Linked DNA regions of Mus musculus: region 1 is linked to region 2. The links are chromatin contacts, called in public promoter capture Hi-C maps. All regions are on one chromosome and are shown on one strand. The core of a region is the stretch at or near the end of the contact, and the rest is flanking DNA. Distances in the headings are between cores, read along the strand shown.

Evidence for each region. Capture Hi-C pulls out chosen DNA fragments and counts their contacts.
Region 1: a contact with region 2 is called in a promoter capture Hi-C map of liver. The contact joins the promoter of 9430065F17Rik here to the promoter of Zfp759 in region 2. A contact is called at or near these places in 10 of 39 promoter capture datasets (the C10 cell line, cranial neural crest, embryonic stem cells and 6 more), 4 of 484 Hi-C or Micro-C datasets (CD4 T cells, the N1E-115 cell line, embryonic stem cells and 1 more), 3 of 115 datasets of contacts at active chromatin or transcription factors (bone marrow-derived macrophages, embryonic stem cells and stem cell-derived neural progenitor cells) and 4 of 9 other capture datasets (adipose tissue, liver, macrophages and 1 more).

The regions. Positions count from the first base shown.
Region 1 is chr13:67,550,439-67,557,255 of GRCm38.p6, reverse strand. It overlaps 9430065F17Rik (RIKEN cDNA 9430065F17 gene), which reads right to left and starts at 4,054. Exons shown (of 5, transcript NR_131100.1): 1 at 4,003-4,054; 2 at 3,627-3,682. It overlaps Zfp748 (zinc finger protein 748), which reads left to right and starts at 4,104. Exons shown (of 4, transcript NM_001035231.3): 1 at 4,104-4,225. The coding sequence starts at 4,220.
Region 2 is chr13:67,122,964-67,130,153 of GRCm38.p6, reverse strand. It overlaps Zfp759 (zinc finger protein 759), which reads right to left and starts at 1,926. Exons shown (of 4, transcript NM_172392.3): 1 at 1,840-1,926. The coding sequence starts at 1,845.

The DNA of each region.
Region 1 (6,817 bases), core at 2,805-5,304, 420 kb before region 2:
GTGAAGCAGAGACTGAAGGAATGACCATCCAGAGACTGCCTCACCTGGAGATCCATCCCATAAACAACCACCAAAACCAGACACTATTGTAGATGCCAACAAGTGCTTGCTGACAGGAGCCTATATAGCTGTCTCCTGAGAGGCTCGGCTAGTGCCTAACAAACACAGAAGTGGATGCTCACAGCCATCCATTGAACTGAGCACAGGGTCCCCAATGAAGGAGCTAGAGAAAGTACCCAAGAAGCTGAACAGGTTTGGAGACCCATAAGAGGAACAACAATATGAACTAACCAGTATCTCCAGAGCTCACTGGGGCTAAACCACCAACCAAAGAAAATACATGGTTGGACTTATGGCTCTATCTGCATATGTAGTAGAGGATGGCCTAGTTGGTCATCAATGGGAGGAGAGGCCCTTGGTTCTGTGAAAGTTCTATGCCCCAGTATAGGGGACTGCCAGGGCCAGGAAGAAAGAGTTGGTGGGTTGGTGAGCAGGGGGAAGGGGAATGGGATAGGGGGTTTTCTGAGGGGAAACCAGGAAAGGGGATAACATTTGAAATGTAAATAAAATATCTAATAAAAATGAGCTTATTTGAAAGCAAAAGAGGTAATAGGGAAATATTCATTGCAACATGACTAAGAACATACCAGTTCTTCAGAATAGAAACAACACTGACAAGCACTGACAATGACTGTGAAGTGTTTAAGTCTAGCAAGTGAATTGGAAGGGGATCTAGGACAGTTTAAAAGGAAGTTCTCCATACTAACAAATCCATTAAAAGGTGCTGTGAGAAATTATTATCTTTCAAGCAATGCCCTCACTCTCGTCTGGTTTGAACCAGAGCTAAATAATTTCAAAAGTTATTGGTTCTAGAAAGTTCACAGGGAGAATGGGTCATAAATGGAATTTCTGGATTAGTTGGTGAACCTGTTTAACTAATTATCAGTGTTCATAAAACATCTGGAATAGATGGTAAGTAGTTTCTTAGCTTTTTAACCCCTTTTTCTCCACTAAATTCATTTCAATATTATGCTGATTTCCTAACTTTAAAAATGATCAGTAACAAGCAAGTAAACTGAGTTTAAAATGTATATAAAATGGAAGAAACATAGATTGGTAAGGCCGCTGTCCATAATTCCTCCCGTGCACTCACAGCAAACCTAAGTTGAAGATACAGAGAGAGTCTGGTCCCGTACCATCTACAGGGAGCCAACTCCTTCCTCTTCTCTGCAGTTCCACAGAAGAAGGTATCCATAGCCATTAGCAGCTCAGCATGCCTGCTTCAGAGAACCTTCTCTCTGCCCCGTTCTGCCTTCACAGTAAGATTGCATCTCTCTGAAAACTTTATAATATCTAGATTCATGGGGGCAATCACTAAACTGGCTAAACTTTGATGAATGAGCATCCGTATTTATATCTCTCCTGTTGTTTTTCCACAGGGGCAGGGGGCACAGAATTTTATTGTGCTCTATCATCCTTCCAGGCATTCCTTGCCATAATGTGCCCTACCTCCAAATTGTGAGATAAAATAAAACTTTTCTGTCCTTGAGGGTCTTGTGAGATACTTTCTGAGAGAAACAGAGAAAGTTATGATAGATAGCTATGATATTGCACAGTCTCAGAGAGGACAAGCAGGGATTGAATGAGTACAAGTTTTTCAGCTATGCAGTTTCAGATTTGCCTAGGCTATATGAAAACCTGTCTCAAATATAAAAATGGTTACAATTCTTGATAATTAAGGTACTGTACTGGCTGGTTTGGTGTGTCAATTTGACACAGGCTGGAGTTATCACAGAAAAAGAAACCTCCCTTGAGGGAATGCCTCCATGAGATCCAGCTGTAAGGCCTTTCTCAATTAGTGATCAAGGGCGGGAGAGCCCATTGTGGGTGATACCATGCCTGGGCTGGTAGTCTTGGGTTCTATAAGAAAGCAAGCTGAGCAAGCCAGGGGAAGCAAGCCAGTTCCATGGCCTCTGCATCAGCTCCTGCTTCCTGACCTGCTTGAGTTCCAGTCCTGACTTTCTTTGATGATGAACAGCAATGTGGAAGTGTAATCTTGGTGGTCATCTCGTGATACCGGCATCTCCAAAACACTGCTGTTTTCTGCTGCAACTAGGCTTCACCAATAGCCTCTCATAGGCTCTCTTTATGGTGCCAACCCTCAACTCCAACTTGCTTCATGGTCATGATGTTTTGAGCAGGAATACATACTCTGACTAAGACATACATCTGTTGAATTTTTAAATATTTTTCTATGGCAAAATTTCCAGTTCAAACTTACATAAAATGTGACTTACATCCTGGGTGGTATGTTTACTAATTCTATGTAAACATGAGAATATTGCAAAGTGAGACTGTCTGCTGCATGTATTCTGGATAAATGATTCTCTCAGAAAGTGGTCATTTGTGTGAAGGAGATGGGTGTTGTTTTTAGAAGTTATGTCCTTCTAAAATGAAAGCAAAAAGGACCAAATACCCTGTACCTGACTGTGTGCTTTCATCACTAAGGCCCAAATATTTGTAAACCCTGAGACTTCTTAATCACACTCTTCTCTCCAAATTGAATTCATATTTGCAGAGACTGTATTATTCATTCTTATCTATAGAAATATTGGCATTTGTGTCACCTAATAGTTATTTTTATTTTTTTCTATATGAGTACACCATAGCTGTCTTCAGACACACCAGAAGAGGGCACTGGATTGGGATCCACAGATAGTTGTAAGCTACCACGTGATTGCTGGAATTGACCTCAGGACCTCTGGAAGATCAGTCAGTGCTCTTAACCGCTGAGCCATCTCTCCAACCACCCTCCCCAACCAGTTATTAAAACTCCTTCTTAAACATTTCAGGGAAGAATAAAAAAGGACACAAGTAAGTTTCTTTCTTTCTTTCTTTCTTTCTTTCTTTCTTTCTTTCTTTTTTTTTTTTTTTTTTTTTTTTTTTTTTTTTTTTTTTTTGGTTTTTCGAGACAGGGTTTCTCTGTATAGCCCTGGCTGTCCTGGAACTCACTGTGTAGACCAGGCTGGCCTCCAACTCAGAAATCTGTCTGCCTTTGCCTCCCAAGTGCTGGGATAAAAGGCATGCGCCACCACTGCCCGGCAGGACACAAGTTTCTTATTAAAAAAAAAAAAAAAAAAAAAAGACTTTCCTTCTCAGCTGAGATTTAGCTTCCTTGTGAACCACTGTCCGTCACGAGTCCAGACTCTTCTTTCTAAAAAGGTTTGTTCTTTGGTCTTTGGCATGACCAGTACAGCACTAGATATTTACGAGGAGATAGGAGGTCCCAATGGTGCCAATCTATCTTTATTCATTCATTCATTATTTCTATGTTCCCAGTTAGATTCTCTGAGTTCTTTACAAGTGAATTCTAGAGAGCTGGGCTTTTAATTTTGTTCTATAATTTTAAATCATATCTGTGCACCTTGACCTGTGCACTACACTGTATGGATTCCAATGTTCACACTAAGACTTTTTTTCCAGCTGTGGCAAACTGGTTATTTTATTTAACTACAGGACGAGATTGTCTATTGTAGTGGTGTATTTATAACTAAAGCCTTCTTCATCCCAGGCAAGCAGGGACTTTACCCCTAAGATGCTCAGTAACCCTTTTTTGTAGTTTGTACCTTTTGCCCAGGTTATCCTTGGATTTGGCATCCTTCTGTCTTAAGCTCCTGAGCATCTGCGAAGACACGGAGTGACAAATAGGCTGATTGTAAAATCATCTTAACAGAAAGTGGTCATTTCCATACAATTTTTTGCTGATTTATTTTAAAGTTAAATTGAGTCAACGTGAATTTTACATATGGAATAAACCTCATAATAAGTAGACTTTGAGTTTTAAATCAGTACAGATTGACCAGAAATAATCAGCAAACATTAGAGTCAAAGGCTCGACTCACATTCAAACATCTCCGGTAGTGAACCCGGGATTTTAAAAGCAGCCCGACTCCCTATGGCTGTCCCAGTGCAAAAAATGCTCGCGTTCCCATCCATCCTCACCTGCAGAGGTGAAGAAACACAGGAAACACACACGTCACCAGCCTGTTTTCCTGGCGCCTCGTCGCACAGACTTGTGGGAAGTGTAGTCTTCCGTTGGATCGCTTCACAAGGAGCCATTGTGGAAACGGCACTTCCGCATTGCGACTGCACTAGTGCATTTTCTCTCAAAGTTGGGCGATTCTCTGGTCCTGCTCCGCGCTCGGCTTGCATCGCTGACATGGAGGTTGGTCCAGGGTGTCGCGTACCGCTGCAGGTCGGAGGGACCGAGGGCGGGTCCGGCCCGGAGGCGGCGGAGGAGGGGTGGCCCGGAGGCGGGAAGAACAGACTTGGTGGAGCCCTGCTGACCTAGGCTGGGCCACAGCGTCTGGAAGCCTGCTGGGGCCGGGGAGAGGGCATGCGGTTGGTGCTGGAAGTGAACGCTCTTGTGAGCTCAGAGTAGCTGCCTGGGTCTCTTATAGAGGCTGTATTGGTAAGAAAGGAATTGGGAATATGAAAATCCAGGATTGCTCGGACAGGCGGGTCTGCTCGTAACCTGTACCTGGAAGTGGTGGTGGTGGACTCATACATCTCAGATTGGCTATGGACCCACGCCTTCCCCGCGCTTGTCAGTTTTCTCAGGACACCTAGACCAAGTGGAGATCTGGCCCCTCCTGTACTTTATAGCCGGCCTAATACTTTTAGTTTGTATTGATAGAAGTTCATAGAGTTACTAGTTTCCAAGGACGGAGAGTTTTGCGAGAGAGATTGATGCATGGGATGTTAATCCCATTTTCATTGGAACAGAGATTTATGGACTGCCGTTTTAAATAGGAATACTTAATGATCACTGCTGTGACCTGAATCCTCAGACTAACACCCCCATGCAGAGCTAGAATGATCCCCTAAAGGAAAAGATTCTAGCTTTGCAAAACAAGAAATTACTGATCCTGCACTGTACTGGAGAAGAATAACTCATCCAATTCCATTGGGAATTATGATGCCATTAGTTTGTGGGAGATGAGTTGGCTAGAGGCTACAAGGGTGTCTAGGGATTGACTGTAAGGGGACAGAGGTGCTTGAGTTTCTCTGGGAAAGAGAAATAGTCCTGCCTACCTGACCGGATGCTTACAGTGCTCTCTGATCGATCCCATGGTTTTCTCCCGTCGTTGTCCACTGCATACTGTGTCTAAAACTGTCACTAGTTGTGGGATCTGTGTTCCACGAGTGCCCTTAAACAGTTCGTCCGGAACCGTTTCTCCCAAGTTTTTATACTGGGTCAAAAGAGTAAGAGATGACTTTAAGAGCTATGGTTCACTCGGGATCCTGTAGTTTTTTCACAGTGGGCTGCTCACATAGTCTTTTGTTTGTACAAGTGAAAATATGAGGGAAGGAATTACTCATTTTAGAAACTCACATATAGTGACGTTGTTGTATTACACATGTCGTCCTTACAAAGACTCTGATAGGAAAGTTTGCAGGATGGCGATGATGATGCTCACCATCCCCTGGTGATCTGTGTGACATCTGTTGGTTAACATGGAGAGAAGATACGGAAGGTATTTGTATAGATTTGGATGGGAGGAATAAAAAATGTGAAGCACGGATTTTTGTCATTTTTCTCCTTTTGGTTTATAAAGATTTCTGTTCTTGAGTCTGTCGGTAGTTGTTTTCAAATGCAAGTGATGTATTTTGAGTTGAAAAGTATGCGTCAGATTGTTTGGCAGACTTTTTCAAAGACACGCAGTTATTATCTTCTTTGAGGTGGCTTCATAAAAACAAATCAGTTGGATGAGAATCTGAGCCTCCACTGTTTACAGGATGGGCTGCGCTTAGTATTTCTTTAGGCACAAGTAGTAACATTGTACTGAATATTTAAGATCACTGTTAGATTTGTACAGATTTGAACAGATTAAAGCATGTGTTACTTACTTGGAATACATATTTAAAAAGCATATTAGTTTGCAAGTAAATAACACCTATGGTCTCCCATACCATGTTCAATGTTCCAAGTTGGCAAGATGTCAAGATGTGTTGGCTAAAACCAAGAATTAATGATGGCTGCATGTAAGGTACATGTGGGTGAAGAGCTGGGCCAGAGACCTATGAGTTGGCTACTTTATCATACTTTTGTTGAGGTTTTAAGGCAGCATGTTCTTTAATCCATAGGTAGTCTGTGTTCAAAATGGTGTCACTAGTAGCTAGAAGCTAATTGGAAATCCAGTCTTCTATTTGCAGCTAGCTTTTACTTCCCATAAGTTCCTGCTAATCAGGACTGTTTGGTTTCAATGAAGGAATATGTTTGAGGGGCACAGGCATGGTGTGCATGAGTTCTTGGACTTCTCCTTTCTCCATGCTGTTAGTCTAGGCTTGTGTCTAGGACCAGCCTCTATTCAAAAGACGGGAAGTTAAGTTTCATCACCTGGCGGTGCCATATCTCATAGGTAAAGAAAGTGGAAGATGTGTTTCTCATCTCTCACCTTGTGCTTTCAAGCTTTCATGCTTTCAGCAGAGTCTACTTTCTTAAGAGGTGACTGGGTCAGGTGACACAAGCCTTTAATCCCAGCACTTGGGTGGAAGAGGGGGGCCAACCTCATCCGCATGATGAGTTCTAAGACATCCAGAGCTACATTTTGAGACTTTGTCTTAAAAAAATGCAAAGGGGTGGGGGCTAGGTGGAGACTGGGTTTAGCCATCTTTCGTCATCCTGCTTGCGACTTAAGAGTCATCTGTTGCCATCCTCCTCATTGAGGTTTCCCTCTGCTGTTTTGATGGGAGGCTCTTTCCAATGCATAAGTTTCTCTCCATTGCAGTTCTCCCACAGGCTCCGGTTTCTGTC
Region 2 (7,190 bases), core at 677-3,176:
GTATCTGTTGTAAAATCTCCCTGTTCATTTCTGAATCTAATCATTTGGGTCCTGTTTCTGTTGGTTAGCTGGATCCAGTGTCCCTCAATCTTGTTTATCTTGTTTATCTCCAGCTCACTAAAGCTTGGTTTGACTGAGGACAGTATAAGCAAGATCGCCTGAGATGGAGGAGGGGATGTGGAGAAGAAACCCTGAAAAAACAAACACACAAAGAAAACCTGTGTGTATGTTGTGAATGCAAAACTCTTGTAAGGAGTCTGTGTGTGCAGAGACTGATGGCCCACGTGGAAGTTCACTGAGGGGCAGAGCCTGGAATTCTGCAGGTTCAGGGTTAGCTGTCTTGGGCTGATTTTCCCTTCAGGGACAGTCCTTGCCTCACTATGTAGTGGACCACACAGCTTGTTAATAGATAAAAACCTCTCAGAATCCACTGACTAGGCAGAACATGAGATTCTATCAACCCAAAAGCTAAAATCTCAGCAGATGGTATCTTAGGTGAATAGAATATCTCCCATATCTCAAGGTACATATACATACCTCTATCAGACTTACACCAATGTATTTTAAGCTTTCTTAGGTTAATGACATTCTTTGTTCTGTAAAACCATGAAATAGATTTCATGTTGGAGCATGGAATTTGGATTAATTAAACCTGTGTTCTCAGATCATGGCTACAAAAATGGCTCTGGACTAAACTATTCTCTTAACTCTTCAAAAGGACAACTATGCATTTTGCATGAACAGGAACCTACTATATGCAAATCATAAGTTCCCAAGTATGCCACAGGTTTTGAAATTTATCTTGCAGCCTTTCTAATACAGTTGAAAAATTTGAAGACTTCTTCCTAAAACTATTAAGGGTGCATCAGTAAACCTGAAAGTCACATTGAGGGACAGGGAAAATTTAAGAGAGTTCGAACACTGCCAATAATAGGAACATACATAAGAAAATCACATGATGAGACAATATCCAGATCCTGCCAGATTAAAGAGAACAATGTACAGAGCCTGGCAGATGAGCAGAGATATTTCCTCCTTCCCTTTCAGACTTTCCAGCTCCTCCCAGCGATCTTTCTCTCATCACACCAAGTCATCTATCTCTCACATCTGAAAAGAAGTCCAAATACTGGACAGAACACATACTCAGAACACAAACATACTCAGAACCGTTGAGGTATTACTGTCTAGTCATTTTTAATCTGTGTAAAATCCATAATTACATAGATTGTGCAAACACGGGATGTTACCAATTACAAGATTATTCTGTGGCTATACAGCCATGTATTGTGAGGAATCATGTCACTGAGATGTCTATTAGAAATTCCCACTCTAACCAAGGCATCCATAAATCTAACAATTCATTCCAAAGGAAAAGTAATTAACACCCCACACAACAATCACCGTCACAGGACTCTCTGTCCCTGGACACTAGGAACTTTAGAAAGCTGTGTGAACTCAAACAAGGAGTAGTCTCCAGGACATGACGTATAGGGGGCGGTAGATGTCCCCGTGTTCTGTATGTCCAGAGAATCTGACTACAGCCAGTGAGAATGGGTCAACTAGGCCGAGCACGTTTCCCTTTAAACATGCTTGAGCTCTGGTCAGCATCGCAGGCACAGGCAGTGTGCAGACCCTGCCTGCCCTTGCCATCCTGTAGTTTCTAACGTTCTCCTCATCAAACCTGTGCCCAGGGACAGTGACCCAGCCTAGGTCAGCACAGCATCTCCAGGTCAGCAGCTTCCTGTCTCACAACAAGCCCAAGCCGGCACTCTCCGTGCCCTACCCGCCACCCTGCACAGTCCCTCATATCTGCAAGATGGTGCTGTTCCCTGCACCAACCTCCATGTCAGAAATCCAAATGCAGCGCTCAACAGGACAACTGCACAAATTTGAGAAGCGACCTTTGACGAAAGAATATGGAAATTTGATGCTGACAGCACTTTCTGATGCCGTCACAGGGGCCGGGACTACATTTCCCACAAATCAATTGGAAGGACTTCCGGGAACCCACTGAAGAGGTTTTGTACACTGCCTGGATTACAGTCCACTGAGAGCAGGTGCACATGGACATGCACAGGGAATTTGGGCTCTTTTACAGTCCTTGGTCACGGCACGAAATGTTTGCCTGTGAGCTGAACCTTTCACATTAATCCCGCCTATCAGGTTTCCATGTTATCTCTGATAAAACATTTTGATTTAAAAACTCCGACCTACTATAGAATCTTATTAACAAATGGAAAATTCATGCTTTCATGATCTGCTTTATTTAAGAATGTGGAAGCAGGAAGTTAATGTAGGAGTGAGCATTATCTCTTTACGATTCTATTGAAACCATCCTAGTCGCTTAAGATAGAAGAATTAGAAATCAAAGCTAGTCACCAGCAGATGTTTTCTGAGCACTCCACTGGTTTTTCTCTTCTGTATGTCTCCCAAGGGGCGGGACAGAGTTACTGGGATCACAATGATGTGTGTACTAACTCTTTTTTTTCGAGGCAGGGTTTCTCTGTATAGGGTTTCTCTGGCTGTCCTGGAACTCACTCTGTAGACCAGGCTGGCCTCGAAATCAGAAATCTGCCTGCCTCTGCCTCCGGAGAGCTGGGATTAAAGGTGTGCGCCACCACGCCCGGCGTGTGTACTAACTCTTAATCCACTGTGCACTATAGGATTTCCCCCTGCCTTAGGTTTGATGTTCCTTATTGATTTTTCTGTCTCTGCACTGATCCTGTCATCGGTCATATTTGACAATATTTGAACATTAGTGTTATCTGTCTTGAATTTCCCTCACTTCTCCTAAACAGAACACTGAGATATTTTCTTCTTGAATACAAAGATATCAGAAATATTCATAATACTGTCTAATGAGATCACTGTATTAAAGGAGTTACACTGGAAACATAGAGTATTGAGAATTCATGTCTCTTCTTGGGAAGGTTTATTCTTGTGCAGTTCATGGTTGAGTCAAAGTTACAAACCCTGTTACAGAAAAGACTTCCTACTTCCCTGAATCCTAATGATTCAAAAAGAAGCTGTTTCAAAGAAGATACTGTGCCGAGTCCATATTTAATTCTTCTTTTCCAGTGAGTATGTTTATCCAGGAATGCAGAACGGCTTCCTCAAATTAGAAAAATTAGAGTCAAGGAACAATACATGTACCTGTACTTGATTGGCAAGTGTCATGACTGGTCTGTCCTCCTCCTGAATGCTGCAGTGAAGGGCATTGACAGAAACCACAAAAGTTAGTATTTCTGAGCATAGCTAGTTTTCCAATATATGTTATGTGTTGAGATCTGGTCTGTTGCTATGTATTGTAATGCTAAATTCTGTATCCAAGATCTAGTACTACAGCTGACTTCTCATATTTACATGGTTCTGTGGCACAAACCTTCATCCTTGATTTAAAACTATGGGATAAATCAAATTGGCTACAGCCAATTACTGGAGGGATTTGTGGAGGGCGGGTATTGAGTTACCTGGTAGGGGGTGGAGAAGAGAGAGAAGAAAGAGAGACCAGGACAAGGAGAAATGGGGAAAGAGGATGAAGATGCCCTGGGACAGATGGACCATGAGCCTGTGGCCAGGAGAAACAGCAAATATCTGGGGTAGAGCACTGGGAAGGTAGCCATGACGGCAGTTACAAGAGTAGATTAGTGGTTGTGTTCCAGTAATTGCCAAAGCCAAATGCTATAACCCTAGGCTGAGTTGAATTTATCTGTAAGCTAGTCAGTCATAACCTTAAGTACATTGTGCTACTTGTGTGTATGTGTGTACATGTATATTTGTATCTGCTACATGCAAACCTACCTAAGAGAGTAGTCATTCATAGGAGATGCGCTCATCCTTGAGGATACAGCATAGAGTCACGACTCTTCTACTGTCTCCATTTCTTTGCATTTTGCCTGTGTAATTCAATAGGGGGAGTAGCTACCGTGGTATAGTCACAACCTGAAGATTTGATCAAAGAGGAGGCTCATTCAGCACACTATTAGGGACCCAGGCATAGTTATGGAAATGTCTACTGGAGCTAGAGTCTCAGGACTAATATGTTTGTTTAGGCCATGTTCACCATTTTAAATATATTGCCTACTATAATTTTTTTACATCTTGATCATTTAATTTTCTCTCTTGGGAACAATCCCTAGTATGTGTCATGTTTAGCGAAATCACTTGAATATCTGTGCTTACAGGCTAAAGAGATTGTTCAGTAGTTAAAAGTAATTAATGGCCGGGCGTGGTGGCACACGCCTTTAGTCCCAGCACTTGGGAGGCAGAGGCAGGCAGATCTCTGAGTTCGAGGCCAGCCTGGTCTACAAAGTGAGTTCCAGGACAACCAAGGCTACACAGAGAAACCCTGTCTCGAACCTCCCCCAAAAGTAATTAATGTTTTATAGAAGATGAGTTTGTTTTCTAATATGCATATGGTGGCTCTCAAGAACATATAATAGCAGTTCTAGAGGATCAAATACCCTATTTTGACATTATCAGGCTCAAACATCATCAGGAATCTATTATAGAATAGATAGGCCCACAGAGAGACAGACAGACAGAGACAGATACACAAGTAAAATAAAATATATAATTAAAAAATTATGCTGCTCATGGTGCTACATACACTCAATTCTGTTAGTTAGGGGTCAGAGAGTTGTATCTCTTAGTTACTGGAGAGCCAGTTTATAGAGTGAATTTCAGGTATGTCAGTGCTATACAGAGAAACCCTGTCTGGAACAAGAACAATAACAAGAAGTAAAACCAAGGTTTCACGTTTAGAAAAAATAATGATATTTAAAAGGAATATTCATATATATGTATATATATATATACATTCATATATGGTTAAACAACTGCCAGTTTTCATTTTGAAAGATAGATCCTTTCATCAGTGATAAGCAAAAATCTATTGAAATACACCTCTTGCTATAGCAGTTCTTAATACTCCTAATGTCTACCATCCTGATCCTGTACAAATTCCCCAGATACATTACAGGTCCCGTCATTACTGGATACCTCACAGGGAGGTACATAAAATGTGCGGATAGTTTCATACCTTCTTGGAAGACATACTGACCTTGGCCAGCAGATTATATAACAAATGGTGACTTCATAGTAGTTGATCACTGAACATCACCGCATGACTTCATAATACATCCACATACTTCCTTCATTCCTCTCCATAAAATTAATTTCTACTGGTGTATATTGGGAAGTTTTTTCCTTACTTTACTGAAATGTGTCTTTTGTCTATCCTCACACCTCTGTGGTGGTTACTTTTTTCTGTTTTTAAACTCATCTACATGTGCTTTCAGGCTCTACCCTCTCCTCCAGCTCACCAAGGGCTATCTCAGTTTCCTTGCTAAACAAGCAAGGTTCACTTTTCCAGTGATGTAAAGACTTCGCAAATAATCATCAATCTTTGTAATACTTCATAGACTTATCTAAAGGCTTATCTTATAAAGATCATTTTAATTAAGGTTCCCTCTACCCAGATTATCATAGCTTCTGTCAAGTCAGCAAATATTTACCAGCACACTCTCAGTGTGGTAAACCCTCTGGTTAATTGCAAGTTGCAATCAGTGAGTTTTCAGATGCTGGAGAAGGGGAGATATACCTGTCAGGGGACTAGTAGCAGAGTATTCAGAAAAGGACACAAAGCATCCACATTTGTCACCACATATCACACAGACACACACAGATACACACACACACAGATACAGACACACACACACACACACACATAGACACACACAAAGAAGGAGACAGAGACAGAGAAAGAGACAGAGACAGAGAAAGAGAGACAGAGAGAACTATCGAGGCCACACACTAATATTCTTTGCCTTTGAAACCTCTTGAGCTAGGCACCCACAGTTCAAGTCACCATCAGCGCCAAAGTCTTCCATATTCTTACTAGCATTGCCCAGTAAGCCCATCCTAAAGCACTCCACTGCTTTCCAAATCCACAGTCCCCAAATTCATATTCCTCCAAACCAAAACATGGTGAGGCCTATCACAGAAAAGAACCAAGTCGCTCGTACCAAGTTCTGTCTTAGAGTTTCATTTGTGTGGAGGGACAACCTGACCAAGGCAAGTCTTAGAAAACATTTAATTGGGGCTGGCTTATAATCTCAGAAAATCAGTCCATTATTATCATGGCAGGAAGCATGATAATGTGTAGGCAGACATGGCACTTGCAGATCCAAGAGTTCTACATCTTTATCTGCAGGAAGCAGATAGTGAATGTCTTCCAGAGGCAGCAAAAAAGAGCTCTAGAACACAGTGATCAGATCTGACTGTATGTATGAGACACCAAAGCCCCACCTCCACCATGTCATGATTCCTCTAGCAAGACTAGACCACAAATTAGGCCATACATCCAAATAGAACCACTTCCCATGGAGTAAGTAAGTTAATACCACTGTCTCCTTGTCACATAATAGTAAAACGCCTTAGGATTACAATAAATTCCTCAATCAATAGGCATAGACTAAATTTTCAATAAAAAGACATAGACTAACTAAATGGATGCAAAGAAAAAAGACCATCCTGCTACCTACAGGAAATACCTCAACATCATAGATAGCTATCACCTCAGAATAAAGGTGTATAAAAGAAATTTCCCAGGCAAGTGGGCCTCAGATTGAAGCTGGTGTAGCTATTCTAACTTGTAACAAAATAGCATTCTAACCCAAATTAATAAAAAAACAAACCAAACATGGAAGAATACTTCAAACTCATCAAAGGAAAAATACACAAAGATGATGTTTCAATTCTTATCATCTGCAACACAAATTCAAGGACCCATGTCTGTAAGAGAAACATTACCAAGCTTAATCCCACATTGGCCTTAACATATTACTTGTTAGCGAGTTCAGTATCACCAATGGACAGATTATCCAGAAAAAAAGCTAATGCACACACACACACACACACACACACACACGTCTTAGTTAGGGTTTTACTGCTGTGAACAGACACTATGATCAAGGCAAGTCTTATAAAAAACAACATTTAATTGGGGCTGCCTTACAGGTTCAGAGGTTCAGTCCATTATCATCAAGGTGTAAGCATGGCAGTATCCAGGCAGGCATGGCACAGGCAGAGTTGAGAGTTCTATGTCTTCATCCAAAGGCTGCTAGTGGAAGACTGACTTCCAGGCAACTAGAGTGAGAGTATTAAGCCCACACCCACAGTGACACACC